2 separate regions of the Arachis hypogaea genome follow, and region 2 is linked to region 1. A link is a contact called in public Hi-C data. All regions are on one chromosome and are shown on one strand. Each heading gives the region's core, a stretch centred on a gene start, on an enhancer-like site or on the middle of the called end of the contact. The rest is flanking DNA. Distances are from core to core; before and after follow the strand shown.

The links. A called contact is a pair of places that touch in the nucleus more often than the background predicts.
Region 2: a contact with region 1 is called in a Hi-C map of an unstated tissue, with 2.8 times the contacts expected there. The contact joins the enhancer-like site here to the promoter of LOC112754757 in region 1. A contact is called at or near these places in 2 of 8 Hi-C or Micro-C datasets (leaf and an unstated tissue).

The regions. Positions count from the first base shown.
Region 1 is chr16:119,725,515-119,730,509 of arahy.Tifrunner.gnm2.J5K5, reverse strand. It overlaps LOC112754757 (protein NETWORKED 3C-like), which reads left to right and starts at 2,690. Exons shown (of 2, transcript XM_025802513.3): 1 at 2,690-2,917; 2 at 3,692-4,578. The coding sequence starts at 2,842. The coding sequence ends at 4,458.
Region 2 is chr16:119,798,632-119,803,626 of arahy.Tifrunner.gnm2.J5K5, reverse strand. It overlaps LOC112754761 (valine--tRNA ligase, chloroplastic/mitochondrial 2), which reads left to right. Exons shown (of 26, transcript XM_025802516.3): 20 at 1-49; 21 at 213-360; 22 at 663-767; 23 at 880-981; 24 at 1,091-1,163; 25 at 1,316-1,482; 26 at 1,796-2,459. The coding sequence ends at 1,924. Among protein-coding and RNA genes, the nearest start is that of LOC112754761, 15 kb to the left of the region's middle. Within about 2 kb of position 2,801, at least 1 of the 3 cell types and tissues checked has open chromatin away from gene starts, as enhancers often do.

The sequences.
Region 1 (4,995 bases), core at 1,441-3,940:
AAGATTGATTATCCAGTATCTAGTATTTTGGATGGAACAATTAGTTCTAATGCTTAATGTTATGCAGACCAATTACTTAATCTTGTGCCTTTACCAATTTTTATTTCTTAGGTCTATTTGAAATTAGTTAACATATCTCAGTTACCTTTTTAGTTAGATTCACTTCACTCAATTCATGCTTCTATTAGTGATGCAATCGAATTCAAGACACATATCCAATTGCTCAACAAGTGACTAAATAGCCACAACAATGTCAACATAACTTCTAAGCAACAATAACAATTAACATTCATTAATAAACCCTGTCCTACAGTCATCCCTTGTCCTATCTAACCAAACAAATCAAACTCATACATAAACTCAGTACAACTCCACCCAGAATGAAACACACAAGCAATTCAACTCTCTTCATCTGCTCTATCAACATCTTTCCATCTATGTGTGTCGTCTCAGTCTCAATACTGGTAAACATCCCTTTCAAGACTCCACATGTATTGTATACTACTGTGCCATTATTGGAGGATTCTTCCACCCCAGCAGATTCCTCAATAGATTCATCCATCCACTGAAAATAACGGCACCCAGTGTTCTTCGTCTGCCCAACACAGATACAGTTCATCAAGGTCAATTCTCAACCGGGGGGAGGGGGGGGGAGGGACAAATGAAGCAGAAAAATCATACATACCTTCCATAGAGGACACCTGAAAAACCATCTTCTTGGGTTTCTCCTCGTCTTCGACTTTAAGGCCACCACCTGAAGACGGCAGAAGCATGTCCCATCATATGGCTTGCTCACATGTTCTTCGAGCCCTTCAGAGCTACAATTTTCCATACACTGTGTCCTTCGATTACAATTTGACATGACTCTGCTTCCACCATGCATGGCTCTGGTTAGGGTTTTGCTTGCTGCCCAAATTGGGGAAAACGTTCTCACCTAACACTATATAAGGGAGAGAAGGGATTGAAAGCCTAATACGGATGCCACGTTGGACTTCCGTTTGCCACATCACAAAGTTCCGTTTAACGGAGAAGGGTTCTCCTCACAGTTGGGCAGATTTGTTCCGTTTTTAAAATTTTCAAGGGTATGATTGTCGTTAACAAATATTAGGGGTATTTATGTCAGCGTTTTACAAATTTGGGGGCATAATTGGTAATTTACTCTTAATTTTATTATAAAATTAACTAATAAGATCTATTTAAATATCTAAATTAAAATGATAGGATAATATAAAAAAATTATTCAAGTTGATGTTTTTTTTAGTAATTTTTTTATCTAAAAATAATTTTGAATGGTATAAACCAAACAACATTTATTTTACTATACTTCATTTTGATACAAAAATTACCAAACATAAATTATTTTAACACAAATTTATTTTTTATCAAAATCAAGTTTACAAAATCAATTTTATGCGAACTCTCGTTTATAAAGTGTAATCTAAACACACATTAATAAGTTAGGAAACACCTTACACAAGAACTCAACGACTTAATTTTCAAGAAATTTGGGTCACTAACCCTTTTATAACATTACTTAGTTTTGAGTTTATTTCAATCATCTAACAGTTACTTATTTAGATATTGGACTCTTTTACAGGTCCTCGCGGTCCTGTTTATCCAGGGCTTTCGCTAATTTTCAGCCAACACCAAAGTGAATCACCTATATATAGTAAATAGTCAAATTAGTCACTCGTTTTTTAAATTGATCATTAAAAGATTTTTTTAATTAAATTTATCTTTTAAAGATTTTAAATTAATCATATTGATCCTTTCGTCACTTCCATTGAGAATTTATTGATATGGTACTTAAATAATATCACAACACATACCTAATAGTCTGAATGTATTAACATGATTAGTTTATGAAATTAGATCAAATCAAACTCAAATTGAGAGATTCTAATGCCTTAAGATTTTCTCTCCATTAGATTTTGATTTGATTTAATTTCATAAATTTATTATATTAATAATCAATTAAGACTTCTAAGTGTCTGTTAGATGTCATTTATTTTTGGTGACTTATTGGATGTCATTTAAAGTGTCATATTAATAAATTTTGACACTATTAACAAAAAAATGACAAAAAATGATTAATTTAAATTTTTAAAAGACGAATTTGATTAAAAAAATCATTTTGTCCGAATAAAAGTATAAAACCATTGTTAAAAGCCCAAAATGACAACTTTTGAAGAGATCGTTGTCAAAAATTAAATTTAGAAAATAAAAATAGTAGTTCCTTTAATTTTTCATTTTTCCTTTTTTCCTTTTTGGTCAGAAATGGTCCATTGAGATGAATCTGACAATCAGGACCATACCTCCGTAAATTTTAATTTATTTATTTTTTAAAAAAAGACCATCACGACCATGTGATTCAAACTTTTATCGTACTTGTACCTAAGCCTTCAATTCTTCAACCATGTGTATATTACTATACGCGGTACAATAAATTATGTTGTATTTTTCCATCAATAATAAATTAATAATTGATTCTACTGTGAACTGTATTCTGAATACAGCTGCATATTCGAAATTAAACTCATTAATTAGTACGTATATTATAAGGAAACACAAATTATACTGCTTCCCAGAAAATCCATCAGGAGATTAATGAGAAATAATGGGCGCATTTGAAAAACTACATTTATTTGGTTCTTTGAGAATGCGTTCCAATTTGAAAAAGAATCTGCTTAACGTTTAGCTGCTGCCACACAGATCCTGGAACTGCACCTACCTTTTCATATTCTTTACTTGATCCTTTACACTTTACCCTGTTGCTCCTTCTTTGGTCCTCTTCTGATAAATTATCTTGTTCTGTGATAATAACCGATAACAAATTTGTTCATGGAAAATAATGATCATGAATCTTGGAGTTCTGCACATATCTACAAGTCTCAATGGCTTCAAACAACCATATCAGGTCTCTCTCTTTCTCTCTCCTATATATATATATATATATATATATATATATATATATGCCAAAGTTCAATAGCTTTGCTTCATTTTACATGTTAAATAAAAAATGCATGACCTTTTGTGTTGTCAGGTTATTGTTTTGACAAAGCAAAAGGTCATTTGATTTGCATGCAACATGAAGGAAAGTTAAATTTATTTAGGATAGTTCTTTATAATTAGTTGTCAGCTTTCTTTGATTTGGATTTTCCGTACAACAAAGTTGGGCAACAAGATTATTAGAGTGGTTGTGGAAGATGAGTCGGGGAGAAAATTGGTTATGTGACATATTTCCGATGTCTTAGGGAGCAAGACATGTCTTCTTCTAGGATCCAATTATTTGCCACTATAACTAAGTAAAAGGTAGGGATTAGAACACAACCAAAATGTTTGAAGTCTACTAGATTAGTATTGAAAAAACACTCTCCAGAAACAGTAATCAAACGTGGTCAGGTTCAGTAAATATGTGTATAGTAAAGAAGTTTATGTAAATACTAGATTAGTGTGGGGTCAAAGTATAAGATGATAAGGGAAAAATATATATATAGTATCTATATCCTACTAATAAAATACCTCAGTTTAGTTAAGAACTGCATCCATCTCTGGGTATATGGAGAAGGTCCCTCGTATGATTAAATCATAGGAATTCTGGTAAGCACACATCATTCAAAATGTTCGTGCTCTAGATTAGTTGTGCTGCACATTTTACTCAAAAGTCCCTGGGTATTTGATCAATTTACAGATTTGGATGAGAAACTGGAAGCCATGATGACCATTTTAGAGGGTGGCAGCAACTCTCCAAACCACGAACACAGAGATTATAAATGGAGAGAAGACTTCATGTGCATGCTTGAAGAATTTGGCCAGTCTTACCGCGCTTTAGCGATAGCACATAACCAACTCAAGTGCAAAATATCTGATGGTACCTATAAAACCTCTGAAAATGATGTCTTTCATTCAAGATCTTTATTATCTTCTGGTATATCAAAATCTCCCCTGAAGGGTTCTGATATCAATTTTGATTGTACCAATACAAATTCTTTATCAAATAAGCAAGAAGGTGAATACCATGAGTTTTTATCAGCTGACTCATGCAGCATGAAACTTAAACCAGAGCTTGAAGGTAGAGACACTGAAATAGAAGAAGGAATGACTAATCTCTCTATCAATAGAAATGATTCTATGAAGATTGCTGATTCAGAAATAAACCTCGAAGATCCATCAATGGTGGACTTTAAATGCGACAATAAGTGGTCGGCAATGGAGTTTCAAATTGCCAAGCTTACAAAAGATAATGTGAACCAATTTATAGAGTTGGCAAGAAGAAATGACGAAAAGAGAGAAACCATAAGAAGGCTTCACTTGGAGGTGGAAGATTTGAAGCGTAAGAACAGGGCCCTGCTGTTTTCTTCAAGGTACTCCAATGCTAATTTAGAACGCCATGAACCGTGGATATCAAACCCAGGAGGAAATAACATAGGCAAACTCTTCAGAGGTTGCTCTCCATGATGTTTGTGTAGAATTCATGAAACAAACTCTTGTGCATAAATCTTGAATAACTATAAAGATATACTTAGTCATATAATTCGCGAATAAGCACCTGTGGAACTGAGGATAAATTTAGGCGCATGATTTTTGTTTTTCACAATCTCAATGATTTATGATGTTCACAAGTCAAGACTTCATCCATATCATATGCAATTCAGTATCATTTATTTGACTAAATATTTTACAATATTAATATATTAAAATTAAACTCATTTTATTTATCATTAGTTATGTAGATAAATAATTATATTATAACTTCGAATCATGTGAAGAATATCAAATAGAGTTTTCTATAAAAAAAAATTAAATAAATCGTGTAAAATAATTATTTATCCAGCCATAAGTATAACCTCAATTTTAATTTAATGTAAAAATAATTTTATATTTTACATAACTTTTTTTTATAGACATCGGTACATAAAAGGCCAAAGAGAAAGAAAACTAAACAGACACTATCCTAGAGAAAGTAGTTTCAATTAGGTCTGCATGAAAACTTAA
Region 2 (4,995 bases), core at 1,552-4,051, 73 kb before region 1:
AAGTGGCACGAGAAACATATGATTTCTTTTGGGGTGACTTTGCAGATTGGTATGTTACCCTTTATAGGTTCATAATGCTATGTATATTATGACTTTGAAATCCAAAAGATCTTAATACTTGTTTATAACATCCCAAATCTGTGATCTTGGCTTCTCCTCTTTTCTTTATGATTAATAGTCCGCAAATTCTTTAACCTTCTTGCTATCTTAAGGTACATTGAGGCTAGCAAAGCACGCCTTTATCACTCTGGAGGCAAATCAGTTGCCGCAGTAGCTCAAGCTGTTCTTCTGTACACATTCGAGAACATACTCAAACTTTTGCATCCTTTTATGCCATTTGTAACTGAGGAGCTATGGCAGGTAACTGATATATACCTAACAAGCATGAATTCTTCACTTGTAATATATATATATATATATATATATATATAGTGCTCTTCAGTTTAATAAAAATTAGTTTTGTGTTGCTAAGAAAGTTATCTGGTAAGTCATACATGGTTACCTTCAGTTTTTTCAAATTGATATTGCATATTTATATTTACATTCAAATTAATCCTTTATCATACGTCAAATTTATTAGTGGCAGTCTAAGTCAATATTCTTTCAATATAAGTGATCATAAGACGATTGTTTTCTGAAGTTTTATTTTTTACAATTAACAGGCACTCCCCAACCGGAAACTTGCCCTTATTGTATCACCTTGGCCACAGACCCAACTCCCAAGGAACACCAGCTCTATAAAAAAGTTTGAAATTTTGCAAGCTTTGGTGTGTATATTTGTATTTTGTATATTCTCTTGTATTTAAGGAATCAATTTCCGATTAGTAGTTTGATTTATGTTAATCTTATTATATGCAAACTTTGTTTTAATATTTCAAGGTTAGAGCTATCCGGAATGCTCGGGCAGAATATTCAGTTGAGCCTGCAAAGCGGATATCAGCATCTGTGGTTGCAAGCAATGAAGTTATCCAATATGTAGCTGTAAGTGTGGTTTAATTTTCATTTTCTCATTTCTCAATAACCAGACCTAATACCTGTCATTTTCTTTTTCTTCTTAGTAGCACTAACTTGTATCTTTTGCTTCTTGCAGGAAGAAAAAGAAGTTTTAGCTCTTCTCTCTCGGCTTGATTTACAAAATCTTCATTTTACGAATTCTCCTCCAGGCATGATGATTTCTGCTTGATTTCATGCTACTTGAATGAAGGCTGACATTGCATCTTTCCTTCACTTTATCCAATCAACTGTTTTTCTTGTTTCAATTAATAACTGGTTGCTGATTCAAATTTGTTGGTTTCTTTGGTGGATTGTTATTCAGGAGATGCAGATCAATCGGTTCACCTTGTGGCTGGTGAAGGACTAGAGGCATATCTCCCTCTAGCTGATATGGTTGATATTTCTGCTGAAGTTGAACGTCTTACAAAGCGCCTTTCCAAGATGCAAAAGGAGTATGATGGATTCAAAGCTAAACTTAGTTCCCCAAAGGTATGAAATGTTCTTTACAACCTCCAGAATTTCTGAAGTGTGCAGATGATGTCTTGTTACACGGTTCAATTGTGCAATTCAACTTAGTTGCCAAAGAATTCTGCTCTGCTATTTTGTTCCTATATTATTCTTATCAGATCTTGTTATTGTTAACTTGCTAGCTTTCATCAAATTATATTGTTAGTTAGCTGGAATTTTCTACTATTGCAAAGTGTCTAATTGTATTATCGTATAATATTAAGTATAAAATTCCTCTAGAATAAATGCAATGAAGTAATTGGTGCCAACTACTGTTTTCTGTCCCGTTCTTCAGTTTGTAGAGAAGGCCCCGGAAGATGTGGTCCGCGGAGTGCAAGAAAAAGCAGCCGAAGCTGAAGAGAAGATCAATTTAACCAAGAACCGTCTTGCCTTCTTGAAGTCAAACATTCTAGTTTCAAATTAGGCTTGATCAATCATCAGTGTGCTATGAGTTCAACTCAATGTCAATCATCTTCAACTTCATCTGCAGTAATGGTTACTCGATTGGCATCTGTTGTTGTAAGTCCTCCTTACATATTAGCTGGATATTTATCAGTTCCTCTAATTTTCACAATAGAGTGAACACATTTTTCAAAACTTTGGTGGTTCCTGTGAACATTAAAAAGTAAAAACTAAGGAATTAAGTTGCCTCAAGGGCTGAACAAGGAACCAGCGCAACAGCGTACACCGGGGAGCTGCTATTATAAATGTACAGTTAGTGTTGCAAACATTATTTTTTGACTACACTGTTGCAATAATTTTTTGCCATCATTTTCCTGGGAAATTTAAATATTACTTCTAATTGTGCTAGGCATTTATGCCATTTTGTTAATACACTTTAGTATAAACCAGATGTAAACCTACGAGCCGGACTGAAATGAATTCATGTTTGGTTTAGAAAAATAATTCCATAGACAATACATTGATAATTGAATAAACTACCATTTGTATCCACAAAAGTTCTAAATACATTGATAATTGAATAAACTACCATTTGTATCAATGAAAGTTCTAAATGCTGATAAAATGTACCCACAAAATAATAAAATTAAAGTTGTACTCATGAAAGATCGGTTATGTGCGACAAAATCATCCAAACCATAAAAAACTATCCAAGAATCCTAAACTACCCTCCTCTCCACCACTGTTATCTTCATTCGCGCGCTCTCTCCAAGTCAATCCCCATCGCAGCCAAATTTCTCTCTCTCTCTCCCCTTCCAAATCAACCCCGGCAGCATCAAAGAGAGCGGAGGGTTCGGCGAGCATGGCGGTGAAGTCGATTTCGCAGCTAACATAGAGGATATTGTTGTGGCCACCAACATAGGAGATCTTAGAGTCATTAGGGCAGCGTTTGATCTCGCCACCGCCATAGCGGTAGAGAAACTTAGCGTCATAGTACTCCATGTTTTGATTTTTGTCTTTCTGCGTTTCTTGTGTGCAATCTAGAATGCACGTGTTGTGTTTTTGGTAATGGAAGTCTTTCAAATATGAAATAATCCCCCTTTTTTTTCTGTTTTCCCTATCAGCAATGAAGTTACCTGGAAGCTTCACTTTGCAGTGGGGTCGATTTGGGAGGAGAGAGAGAGCCCTTTGATTGCGGTGGGGGTTGATTTGGGGAAAGAGAGAAGACGATGGTAGCAGTGGTGGAGAGGAGGGTAGTTTGAGATTTTTGAATAGTTTTTTAAGATTTGGATAATTTTGTCGTATAAAACCGATCTTTTATGGATACAATTTTAATTTTATTGTTTTGTGATATATTTGTCAGCGTTTAAAACTTTCGTAGGTACAAATGGTAGTTTATTCTTGATAATTTAAGGTCTAATAACTATCTCAAAAAGAAAAAGAACTGTTTATAGCAAAGGAAAAATTTAGTAGTATAAAATACAGAAGTAACATGCGTGTACTATTTATTTTAATGAAAAAGTTACACAACCAAGCGAAATACCTGAGTTCAACCTAAGTTGTTATAATGTATTTTATATCTACGCGTCACTTATTGTACATGCATTTTTTCTTCTTCTTCTTACACTCTTGCTCCTTTTCTTCTCTTTTTTTTCTCCCTCATTTTTCTTTCGATATCGTTGACATTGTCACCATTACCACCACAACCTCTTTCTCTTACTCCTCCTCCTCCTCCTCTTTTATTATCATCATCTTCTTAACAATAATAAAAACATATCATTTAGTTGTAAATGACACATAATTTTTTTATGAATAATACAACTTTTGTGAATAACACAAAAATATTCAAAGGACCACAAGTTTAAAACTGACTCAATCAACCACAAAAAATATTTAAATGTGTTTTAGATTCAAAAGACACATCAAATTGTTATAAATGATACAAAAATGACTAAATTTCTAAATCTCTTATATATTAGTTTAATACTACACAATCAATTTAGTGATAACAAAACACATCATTTAGTTAGAAATGACAAAGAAATTTTTGGTAAATGATCCAAGAAATTAAAAAAAAAAAACACAACCAAAACCTTAACCCACTCAACTTACAAAATACATTCAAATATATTTTAGAACTAAAAAAATACATCAATTTATTGTAAATGACACAAAAATGGCTAAATTTTTTATATATGAATTCAATACTACTCAACTAGTTCAATGATAAGAAAATTATATCATTTAGTTGGAAATAACACGGTTAAAAAAATTTCTATATCAAAGTTAAGAAATTTCGGTGTCAAAATTAAGAAATGTCCTTTACGGATAAAAAATTTCGGTGCTATTTTTCTAATAAATTCTATACGATTCAAAACACCTCCTCCTCCTCCTCCTTTTTCTTCTTCATCATCATTTTCTTCTTGTTGTTTTACATTTTCATAGTTCTTATAATCTTATTTCACCCTCCAACAAAAATCTGTGTCACGGTAAAAAAATTTTGGCGTCAAAATAAAAAAACTTTCTGTGTCATGGTTAAAAAATTTTGGTATTATTTTCTGATAAATTATGCACAATATCATCATCATCATCGTCATCTTGTTTCACATTCTCATAGTTCTTATTTCACCCTTCTTCTTCTTGTTTTTCTTGTTTCACATTCTCATAGTTCTTATTTCATCCTCTTAATAAGAACTTGTGTCACGGTTAGAAATTTCGGAGTCAAAATTAAAAAACTTCCCGTGTCACAGTTAAAAAGTTTTAGTGCTATTTTTTGATAAATTATGCACAATTTAAAACTCTCATTCTTCTTCTTTCACATCCTTATAATTCTTGTTTCACCCTCTTAACAAGAACCCATGTCACGGTTAAGAAATTTCAGTGTCAATTAAAAAGTTTTGATGTTATTTTCTGAAATTCTGCATAACTCAAAACTCCCCATCTTCGGTGCTATTTTCTGATAAATTTTGCCTAACTCAAAACTCCCTATCATCATCATCATTATCTTCTTTTTTTGTTCATCTTTTCTTCTTTGTTTCACCTTCTCATATTCTTTTATTTTTTTTCTCTTAACAAGAATAAAATAAGAAAAAA